Regions from separate parts of the Rattus norvegicus genome. Here region 2 is linked to region 1. A link is a contact called in public Hi-C data. All regions are on one chromosome and are shown on one strand. Each heading gives the region's core, a stretch centred on a gene start, on an enhancer-like site or on the middle of the called end of the contact. The rest is flanking DNA. Distances are from core to core; before and after follow the strand shown.

Region 1 (5,864 bases), core at 967-3,466:
AGCAGCCCTCGCTCTGAACCACCATCTCTCCAGCCCCCTGTGAGAGTCTGACTCAGATTTCCTTACAAGTTTGGTTTTTGAGATGAAGAAAGCCATTTCTCCTTCATGTTTCCTGTTTGGTAAGTAACGCATATTCACTCTTTTTTAGTACTTACTGTGGACATGATCCTTCTCTCCCTACGGCTTGCATAGCATTGTGCTGTGTTGGAATTTAGGTTTCATTTAATGAAAAGCCTTTGTTTTCCTCCCACTTTTGGTCTGTACATTTTTCACTAATCTCGGAGATACAGCTCTGCTCTTACTTGGCTTCTGCTGTTGCTAGTAAGACATCATAATTTGGTTATACTGTTTTTGGAGGTAGACACAGACACACGTGCACGTGCGCGCTGTGAGGTTTCCTGGTACCTTAGGTGCCTGGCCGTTTCCTGGCAGTGAGAGTAGCCGAGGGCTCCGGTCAGTGGAGCTTCTTGAGACTGTGAAGAGCCTTTCCTCCTCATACCTCACCGCTGTCTGTGTAACCCCCAGAGGGCTGCAATTCAGGATTTTCATTTCTTAGAAAGATGACTGGATTCTCATACTTTTGCTTGAGATAAAGAAGCTAATGGAAAAGTGGTAGCTAGTTTCAATTTTTGCAGGGTTATTTTATAGGAAGTGTTTCACAGTTAGTAAAAGATTGAAGATATGTTCATTAATAACACTGTGGAAAAAATCCCTGCTCCGAGAAACAGCCTGTCGACGGCTCATGCCTGTGGTAGGTTAGGTGAGAACTCCTGCCTCTTGGTTTACCTGTTTAGAGAACCTGTGGCACCAGTGCAGATTTGATACTGGGAAATAAGGAGACAATCAAAACCTGGTTATTAGATTATGCAAAGTAACTACCTAGTTATTCATTTGACTTCCCCTCCTCGCTCCCTCTGTGTCCCGCACCCCCACCCCACCCCCTTTCTTGTAGAACCAGGATCTCTTTGTGTTGACTTGGCTGCTCTTGGACTCCTGAGCTCAAGCCATTCTCTCCTGTCTCAGCCTCCCAAGTCAGGGGCTGACTGCAAATCCACTCCATTTAGGTATCAGTATGTTTTTGAAACAATTTCTATATTTAGGTATCAGTATGTTTTTGAAACAATTTCTATGAATTCTTCCCAGAGCAAAGATTATGAAGGATAGGAAATGCCTTATATGGCTGGGTTTTCATTAAGTAGGTATCTGGTACATAGTAGGAGCTCATGTGCACAGCGCCTGGTGGGTAAACAGAAGGACACTAACACCTGTGGTGGTGGCCACCATGGTCTGTTCCTAAGCGACCGTTCCGTGTGTTGCTGAGTTTGGTTTGTCAGTTTCTGTTTGCTGTTGGGGGTGCGGGGGAAACTTACTCCCCACAGCCCCTGTAACTCAGAGGTAGTGGTGCCTAGAGATTTAGAAACCATATTTCTAATAATTAAGAAGGTCTATAAGAAAATAACAAAATAGGACAATATTGGGCTTACATAGAAATTTAGATACGTTCTGTAAAATAAGCCAGGAGGTGAAAACTTAAAATCTTGATACTACTTAAAAATAATGAATGATAATCTGTAATGAAAGAAATTGAGCTGGGCCAAAGCAGACGTCAGAATCCGCTCTTTAGGAGAAGACTAAGACTTGAGAAACAGAACACGTGAAGTTAAGATGGCAGGTAACAAACTAGATGCGAGTTCAGATGTCTTTAAAAGTTCTAGATGCTTCATTATGAAACGTTTTAATTCGAAAGCCAGCTTCAGAGAGTACTAGTCGGAGGCCGCTGGCAGAGATAAGTAACTGTGAAAGAACTAGAGGGAGATTCGCACTAGGGTTTGAGCAGTCTCCAAGGCATGGCTCTGCCCGGGCTTTCTCTTAGCAGTGTTGTCCGAGCAGCCCTCTAATCACGTGGTTTTAAGCTGTCCTTTCCTAGCTGCTGCACAACCCACAACTTGGTCACAGCCACCGCCCTGCTGGAGAGCCTGGTCTTGTCCCTCGATGCTTCCCAGCTAGCCTGCACAGATTGCAGCCCCTCCCCTGCTTTCGATGTTTAGCAGATAACTTCTCATCTCTGGCATAAAAACAGAACAGAAATATTTGCAGCTAAGTGTGAGGACATTGAGAAATACATTCTGTTTGTTCGTTCACTTAGCAAACATCTGTGCAGTGTGTACAGTGAGCCAGACACTAAGCCGACTGTGTGGAAGGAAGCCACGCGGCCTCTAACCTCACTTCCTTCAGAGTGTTGAAAAAATGTCACCCATGCAGTACACTTCCTCCACCGGCTAATGAAAACAGCCTGCCTCCGCGCCCTTCCACCGGTCACTCACACCAACATCTTCACCGGCTCCCCACTCAGGTGAAGTGGAGGGCAAGGATTTTTTTTTTTCCCAAATTAAAAATAGTTTCTGCCATACGTTTTTTAGAAACCTATAGACCCACAGATTCACACATAAGACACCGGGAGCTGGAAATATGAAATAAGGCTTAAAGCACAGAAATAAAAGTAAGTACAATCATTACATAATTATGGCGGAAGCCATCATTTTCCTGCCAGGGAAGAGTCCGGTTCGTAGGATGTTTGCCAAACTGCTGCTGGGCAGGTGAAACTAGGATGGGAGGAACGGACGGCAGCCTCTCAGGAGACATTTCTGAGACGTTTATGTGTAACCTTTGCCTAGACTTTGGAGAAGAACAGGTGTGGGGGTGGGGTGGGTTGTGTGTTACTAGTTGTAGGTTACTGATGCATGGAGAGTCATGCTTAGATTTTCTAGGGTGAGGGATCGAGTAGATGAACTCTGTTAGCCCAAGAATGCTTGAAGAGCAGCATATCCTGTCCCTGGGGAGCGGGGCTGCGTTTCCCATGTACAAGATAGAGTACCTGCTCTGGAGCTCTTAGGGAGAGGAGGGGCCATCTACAAGTCATGAACAGATGTGCCAGCAGTCTGTCCCAGCAGTGAAACCAGAGAATAAATGGAAGATCTGAGGGCAAGTCACTGTGTTGATTAAGAGGTAGTAATTGTAAGGTGCCTGTGAAAAACGTTTCATTTGTAGTAGTGGATATATCACATCTAAAAAGATACTTTCTTACGTGTAGCAAATTATTGAAGTTACAGAGCTCAGTGGAGTTTGTGGAGGGATAAGGAAAGCAGGTATTCATGAGTAGGGACATTTCTGGCATCAGTACACGCCCAGGGACGTGTAACATGGATGAGCGTATATGCCTGTCCTGGGGATGCCTGTTCATTCAGAAACCCCTGCAACACAAGCAGCTGGAGATTAGTGAGGGCTGACAGCCCTGGTGAAGGGTGTGCAGTAGGCAGAGGCACACCGCCACTCATCCGCTGCATGGTGGGGAGGCAAGGGGACCTCAGAGCTGTAGCGTAGAGTATGTACATGAGAAGTGCTAACTAGCTGTGGACCAAGGCCCCAAAGAAGGCTGTTGAGGACTAAATCCTTACTTGAGAGAGGACACAGGAGAAAGAAAAACTTCAAAGTGAAAACTAGACATTAAAACAAACACAGCAAAGCAAACAAAAGAGGCCAGAGCAGCAGAGATTCAGGGACCCGGGACAGATCCAATGTGACCCGCAGCTGGGGAGAGCAGCTTAACGTCACCAGGATTTGGAAGAGCCGTCCTGAGGGAGCAGGGGTTGGGATGCAGCAGGAGCCTTTCCTGAGCATTTCAGGAACTCGCTTGCACATACAGAGCAACTCACTGTATCACTTAGCTTCATTCAGCCGAACTAACAGGCTGAGAACCGAGGGCAGAGCTGGCCTGCGCGTGGCGTTCTCTCTAGTTAGATGGGCAAATTGTGTACTTGGAAAGGCCTTGGGGAAGGAGCGTGAAGTCACTGGTAAGTTTTGTTGAAGTATGGGTGCAAAGGCGATCTTAGGAAGCTTGCTGAGGGAGGCTGGTAGTCTTGAAGGGGAGAGCGCACAAAGGGCGGATGGCCTTGACAAGCTTATTGGCCAAGGGGTTGAGCAGTGGATAAATTCAGAGATGGGAAGTTGTTGCTTACAATTAACAAAGTTGTCTGGGTTGCCAGAGAAATTGCAACCTCGCAAAGCAAGAACAACAGGGCAGTGACTTATATACATCATTTATGAAACTCCTGAAACGTGAGGGGGACGACTAACATTACTGAACTTCAAGTGCTCTGAAAGGCAGTCATGGACTGTTCATTCAAAGAGAACTAGGGGGAAGTGTTGGATAAGGGCTCCCACAGTGTTTCTGCCTAGCTATAACTTTAAACTGATCCACGCCTGACACCTAGTGGTGCTGCGCTCACACTGCTCTTCTGGTGCCCGCCCTGTCCCAGGACTGAAGAGGCCCACAGGAGCATTCTTCTGGAGGCAAACCTCAGAAGTGCTGTTTACTGTTAGCATTTTCCAGGGTGACCTTTTGAAGTAGACAGAAGGTACTTACTGAGCATCCATTACATGCCAGGTACCGTTCTGTACACTTGAGATTTCCATGCAGTGTGTTTTCTATAAACCCACAGGTCCACTGTAAACATATGGGATTTGAGTATATAGCTAAGAAGATTCACCATAAACTCAAAGACTTTAATCTGTAAATGAATAGGTCCACTGTAAACTCACGGGATTTGAATATATAGCCAAGCAGATCCACAGGAATGGGTAACTTGTTTATAAACTTAACATGGGGCTGTCATGTGATTTCCACATGTGAGACCTTTCTGGATTTGTCTCATAGCTTTAGGGCTGTGTCAGTTCTTAGTGGTAAGTAGATATTTAAGGATAAAAGGTTGGTTTGTGCTCAGCTTGTACGTGAAACTCCATTGTGCAGAGTACTCCCTCCTGTGGAGACCCAGAGAAGCTTTTTGCCTTCACCTGTGAGTCAATACTAACGTTCCTTTCCTTCAGATGTGCCTGCCAGAGAGTTTACAGCATTTATGAATGAATTGACATCCGAGACTTAACTTTAAAAGCTTTATATGGGTGTGAGTGGGCTGAAATGAAACATGATTTTCATGGTTATTAGTCTCCTAGGGTTTAGTGCTGTCAGTCTCTCTGGTTCTGAGTGTGTGAAACATTCCCATGGCAAAAAAAGTTTGTAAAAATTAAATGTATTTGATTTGAAAAAGCTTAACATGAGTAATTTCAAACATCGTCTACTTTTTAAGTTTTTAAACTGATTTTACTCCATTTCTTGAAGGTCAAGCTGCATAAAGAGAGTACGTGTTTGCTTCTAGTATATGTAATTGTGATTGAAATGTGACAGGTCTCATCTGGGTCCCTGAAGTTGTCCGATCTGCAGATTGGGTGGTAAAACTTGAATGTACTAATTAGCTTTCTGAAAATGACCGCACTTTTTTAGTTAGGGTTTTACTACCTTGAACAGACACCATGACCCAGGCAACTTTTATAAAGGACAACATTTAATTGGGGCTGGCTTACAGGTTCTGAGGGTTAGGCCATTATTGTGAAGGTGGAAGCAGGGCAGCATCCAGTCAGGGATGGTGCAGGAGGAGCTGGAGTTCCATGTCTTGTCTAGAAGATAAAGAGAAGACCTCTCCCATGTGGCTAAGAGGAGGGTCTTAAAACCCACACCCACAGTGACACACTTCCTCCAACAAGGCCACACCTCCTAATAGTGCCACACCCTGGGCCAAGCATACAGAATCCATCACACTTGTTTTGATTAGAATATGGAGAATAGCTTAATTTAATAATTTACCTTTTCACACTCTCTCTCTCTGTTGATTTTGTCCACACCATAAAATAAGGGGGGAAAAAAGGCTAACAATTAGATGTAGTGTTTTAATGTTTGAGTATATAAGACTTGCTTTTTGTTTGTTTTTGTTTTTGAGTCAAGGTTTCTCTGTACAGCCCTGGCTGTCTTG
Region 2 (5,864 bases), core at 2,078-4,577, 360 kb before region 1:
GGATACACATTGCTGAATGGCAACACAGCCTTTCTCGGCTCTCGATGAGCCTAACTAGGGGCTTGTGGTACTGGAAAATCAATGGCCACCAGAGCCACTCCAAGTCAGTGGCTTCCAAGGTCATTAAGTTTATTGTCCAGTGCCCAAGAAAAAGAAACCATGGAAATAAATGAGTAGAGAGAACACTTGTTCTGGGAAAGGAAGGAGTCCTGAAGTGGGAGGGGCTCCAAGGTAGAAATACTGACGTGTTGCCCTGTCCCGTAGACTGTTCTGGATTTTATAGGAATTGGATGGAGGCTGACATAATCCTTTATTGATATAGATCATTTTTTTAAAAATACATCATGGAGCCAATTAATCAGGAACCCACATGTTCTATGCATGTCCCCTCTGCCCGACAGGAATGTCACTGCCACCTTCAGGGGAGTGGTCAGCTCTGCTACAGGGCTAGCACATGATCCACTGTGAATCCCACCCTTGCTGCCTCAGTCGAGCTTGACTCCTGTCTCATTACCTGGGCCCTGGGAATGCAGAAATGACTCGGGGACCCACATCTTATATTAGGAAAAGACTGTCCCTGATAGTTTGTCTGTGAGTTATTTGTAGAATAAGATGTACTTTGGTAATGAAAGAGACAAGGCCCACTCATGAGAGCAAGCACTTGGTCCACACGCCCTTCTCTGAGAACGGCCTATCCTCCCCACCCCCACGCCCCAAGGATAGAGGGCCGCTGGAGCTTCAGCTGTTGATACCCAATGTTACCAGCCAGGCCGAGAGGCTCATTGTGTTGAGCATTAGAATCACAGTGCAGGAGAGACTAATTCACATGGTGGGGATGGAAGGGTTGGAACAACCAATGGGTCATGATAAGCAAACCCAGAATGGGTAAATGTGGAGAAAGGGCAAAAGAAAGCCGTCTCCAGTGGGACACAATGACATCAGTTTATTTCAGTCCCTGCAGCGATGAGTCATCTAGGCTCCGACTTCTGGGCTGACATGTTCAGCCCCAGTGGGACCAGGCCAGGCCACACATCCTACAGCAATGGTTCCGAATGACCCTTTCACAGGAGTCACATACCGGATATTTACATTGTGATTAATAACAGCAAAATTACAGTTATGAAGTGGCAATAAAAGCAATGTTATGGTTGGGGAGTCACCATGACATGAGGAACTGTATTAAAAGGTCCCAGCATTGGGAAAGTTGAGAGACACTGCTCTGCAGCTTCTGTCAGGGTCCTTCCGGAACCAGGATGGGGGATGGGGGATAAGAGAGCTTCTGCTGTGAGGTTGTGGACCACAATGGGGAGGATATTCACCTGGCAGCCCTGCACTCAAATTCCCTTCATTCGCAAATGATCCCAGAGGAACTCTGGACAAACCCAGAAGGGAGAACACAGTATACATCTAACAACTGGCCTTGATCCCCATTCCAAGACACAACCCTATGATCTTGGCCTCATTAACCCCAGCTCAAAAAGACTAGACACTTCTGCTTCCTCCAAGATCAGCTCTGGAAGTATTGATGGTGGATGCTTCTAGCTCAGCAGTTCTCAACCTGTGGGTTATGACCCCTTTGGAGGTTGAATAACCCTTTTGAGGGTCACATATCAGAGGCCCTGAATTCTGATGTGATTTACAACAGTAACAAAATTGGGAGTTAAGACATAGCAATGAAATAATGATGTGGTTGGGGGGTCACCACATGAGGAACTGTATCAGAAAGAGTTGCAGCATTAGGAAGGTTGAGAACCACTGCTCTAGACCAGCATTGTAATCAGACAGACACCCCCACCCCCACCCCGGAGTCTAGAAACTGTTCTCCCAAACTCAGCTGACTCAGCTTTCTAACCATGATTTCCTGGGAGCCTTTCTTTTATAGTTTGAGTTACTCTCCATCTGCATGGTGAAGTCTGGCTTTCACAGTTAGAATCTTCTTGAGAGCAATGTTCTTTTTAAACATTCAATATTATATGTGGTTGTTTCAGCGTGGAAACGGATCTTTCGTTAAAGAAAGACATTGCACGTTTATCCTCCAGGCTCTCCAGCTCCTTCGAAGCCACACGAATAAAAGACCTCCTCATACCATACTTTGGCCCACTGGTCTCACTGTACACCATCCCTGGCTAGGACTGAACTTTAAGGCCAGTTCTTCAGCAGAAGAAAGCCCTCAGTTGGGCATAGTGGTGTATGCCTTTAAAAAAAAAAAAAAAAAAGGAACCTACAGTTGATCAGACTTCTGAAACTTATCCTATGACCTGCTCATACATCTGAGCATGCACACACATACACGAAAATAAAAAATTTAAAATAATTCTTGAAAAATGTAAAAACCAATCTTCAGGATTTTCTCACATCATCCAGCTGGCCAGTTGCACAACCCACTTCACCATTCAGGAGATGGCTCCTTTGAGTCTCTTGGCACATCGGAGGTAGAAGAAATGTAAGCATGTCCGTCAGTTCCACTCCTGTTTTCCTGCGGAAGGATCGGCAGCCATCTTGGGCTCCATTCCCTGCCCCAGCTTTCAGATGCTAATGAACCGGACCTGTCCAGTCTTGGCTGGGCTCCACTGGGTCTGTTCACACTGACACGAAAGGACTGTGCGTGTAGCTTCTTTAGACTTAGGCAATTGACATCTCTTTTTCTAGGCATCTTTCTCCCATTGCCCCAAAGAAACCGGCTCCCAGATGCATAAAACATGGGTGCTGCCTTCACCTAGCTCCCAGTCTGACCCGACTACAATGTGTGGTTGGCTCCCTGATAGCCACAGCTTAGAAAATCAACTCCAGGAAAGCTGTCCCAAAGCCAGTGGCTCTGACCAAGCACCTTCCCAGACAAGGCACATTATGCAAAGCAGCACAAGATAGACAGATTGGCAGGAATTCAGGTAGCTCACAGCATGGAAATTCTTGCCAACGTCTAGGCAGAGAGGAAGTAGTGCGTTAATTAACAGGATATCCGTCAAAGGCGCTCTTCACGGAGGGTTTCATATCAAAGCCAGTCAGTAAACAGGGCCGGGGAGAGTGGGCCCACCAGGCAGGTTCGGGCATTTCTTGTGGAAGAAATGACTCTTCCCTTCCTTTCCAGAGTCACAGGGAGACTCATCCCTCCACTGCCACTGCAAGCTGCTTCCTCTTTACTCTCTCCCTCCCCAACAGGAGATGAGTCTTTGCAGAGCGGTTCTGACAGAGCCCACCGCTGCAGGGGTGCAGTGCGGACCGGCACAGAGCGGGTGCGATTGGTTACAAACGCACACAGACAAGCCATCAGCTGCCCCGGTTTCCTGAGGGTGTATCCCCCATCAGTTCCTCAATCACGTCGTGACGTGACGTGTGGGTTCTCTACGTCATCTTCCTGTGTGTCACTTACCACTCACTCTGGTTTCTCCCACAAGACTGTACGGCGATTTAGGATACGACCCTGCCGTTTTTGTTCTCCCATATTATGGGATTACGCCACAAGTAGAGTGAAACAGCAGTAGACTTCACTCCCAGGATAGACTCCGAGATGCTAGTTCAGGCTGGAGTAAAAATTATCATGAGGCAGAACAGAACACAGAGATACTCCACAAGCCTTTCCCCGCCGTGGGAAAAGAAACAGAAGCATGAGCGGCCCTGGTACTTGGCAAGGAAGCTTAGGGAAAACCATTTGCATCACCTCTGCATTGGAAGAGCTCTGAGAGCCAGAGTGCTGGTGTCAATAGGGAAACTGTCTTTGAAGAATTTCAACACTCTAAGAAATCGGACCGGCACTGGAGACCCAGTAGTTAATAGCACATGCTCTCTCGGAAGACCCTGGCCAAAATGAGTTTACATTGTAACTTTCACGGTATGAGAAACAGAGTCACGACACTGAAAAGCGTTCAGATAGGTTTGAGGCTTGAGCCACTCTGCAGTGGAGTGTTGGTGACATCTATTAAGTTATTACAGCTTTACCACTTGGCCCTGATTACACATTGGGTGCTGCCTGGAATAAATTTGGAGAAATCCTAGGTATAGAGTTGACCACTCGGACTCAGATATTGGTGCTGGACAGTCAGTTGTTCCCAGAATCTTTGACTTGAACCCAGGAGAGATCCATGCCTGCAACTCCTGGGGTGAAAGACCCCCTCCCAGAAAGGAAATTGTACAAGCCCAAGGCCCTCAACTATAGAAGTAAAAAGTAAGTTTTTAGATATGTGGGACAAGCTGACCCATCATTTAGACGAAACAGACCAGAAAAGAAAACAAAATGCAGAAACCAGACTAAATTATGGGCACTGCTCCATGGGCCACCTGGCAGGAAAAAGAAAAAGTCCCTGACCCCCCGGAAGCCCTGACCACCATGTATTTTTTGCTAACTCACTGTTATGATTACAGCCAAAATAAGTAACATACATGTATGCCTCATCTACTCCACCAATCACATCCCTGTAACCATGCATCTGCTTCTGTAAGCCTGCTTCTGCTCCCAAAACACTATAAAAACCCGTCCCTGGTTCTGCTAGGCGCGCCAGTCTTTCAAATTGACTGGGACGCCCACAGATATCTGTGTATCCTGATCAATAAAAATCCTCTTGCAGATTGCAGCCTGTGGACTCGGTCTGGTCATTGGGGCTTGAGGATCTCCCTCCTGAGGGAAGATTCTCTCTGAGAGTCTTACAGGGGTCCTGTGTGTCTTGCGTTTAAACAGAAGCTTTCAAGCCAACAGTAGCCTGAGGATTGCCATCGCAGAAGAGTGTATTTGTTCCCACTTGATGTGACTGCTTGGCATTTTTTGTTAGTTTTCTTACTTAACTTTTATACTCTAGAGCAGAAAGGGGGACACATGTGGTGAGGTACAATGTTTTAGAAGGTTTAAACCAGTTCCCAGAGTATTTTTACTGCATTTTAATGTATTTTAATTTGAGTTTGTCCATTTTAATTGCTAGCTGTTTTTAAACTAAAGAATTAGTTCGTGGGCTGGAGAGGTGGCTCCATGGTTAAGGAAACTTGCTGCTCTCCCCAAGGACTTAGGTTCGATTCCCAGCACCCACATGGCAAGCCACAACCCTGTAATGTAAGTCCAGTTCCAGGGTATCTGATGCCCTCTTCTGACCCCTGTGGGCACTGGGCCCATGAGCGGCACAGACATACATGCAGGCAAAATACTCATACCCAGAAAGTAAACTAATTTTTAAAAAAACACTTAATTTTAAAAAAAGTAGTATGATTTTATTTTACTTAAATGGTATGTCTTTAGATCTCTTCCTTTTATAAATATTAATTTAATAATTAGCTCGAGTAATTTCTCTAAGATATTACATCAGACTGTAGCTGGTGCATTAAAGTCCACCATGCTAAGCAAATATGAAATCTATTGAGTAGCTACACTGTTTTTCCTTCATTACAATCATATCTGTTTTAAGCTTATTTTGAGTTTTACAACAGCCAGAACTCCACAGAGAAACCCTGTCCAGAAAAACAAAAGCAAACAAAAACACAAAACAACAACAACGGCAAACCCTTGGGGCACCTAGATTCTTTTAAAATTTCCCTGTTTAATTTCTCTGGTCACTATGCTTGTTCTTTTAATTTTGCCTTTGTTACAGAAAATCATATCGCCAAGTATAACAGGCAGAGGCTAAGATACAACCCAAACCAAATTTCACACACTATGGAACAAGCCCACAGACAAGAAGATCCTTCTGTGGTTCTCCCCCCACCCCACCCCACACCCACACCCACACCCACACCCACACCCACACCCACACCCCACGCCCCAGTCAGCCCTGGCTGTTGCGAGATCCACCTCTACCTTGCTTCCTCCTATTCGAAATTCTCTCATGCCTCCCTATGCACCTTTTCCTCCTCCCACTGTCTCTCCACCTTCCCTCCCCTCCTCC

What was found. Hi-C and Micro-C count contacts between places; a contact is called where the count stands out from the background.
Region 2: a Hi-C map of liver shows a contact between it and region 1, with 4 times the contacts expected there. The contact joins two enhancer-like sites. A contact is called at or near these places in 11 of 12 Hi-C or Micro-C datasets (the Rat2 cell line, Schwann cells, frontal cortex and 6 more) and 1 of 1 datasets of contacts at active chromatin or transcription factors (oligodendrocytes).

What each region holds. Positions count from the first base shown.
Region 1 is chr17:88,311,168-88,317,031 of GRCr8, reverse strand. All of the region lies in intron 3 of Arhgap21 (Rho GTPase activating protein 21), which reads left to right. Among named protein-coding and RNA genes, the nearest start is that of Arhgap21, 66 kb to the left of the region's middle. Within about 2 kb of position 2,216, at least 37 of the 93 cell types and tissues checked have an H3K27ac peak or open chromatin away from gene starts, as enhancers often do. A contact at or near this core is called in liver, where this site is marked.
Region 2 is chr17:88,673,089-88,678,952 of GRCr8, reverse strand. The region is part of intron 1 of Rps8l1 (ribosomal protein S8 like 1); the gene reads left to right. Among named protein-coding and RNA genes, the nearest start is that of Thnsl1, 53 kb to the right of the region's middle. Within about 2 kb of position 3,327, at least 31 of the 93 cell types and tissues checked have an H3K27ac peak or open chromatin away from gene starts, as enhancers often do. A contact at or near this core is called in liver, where this site is marked.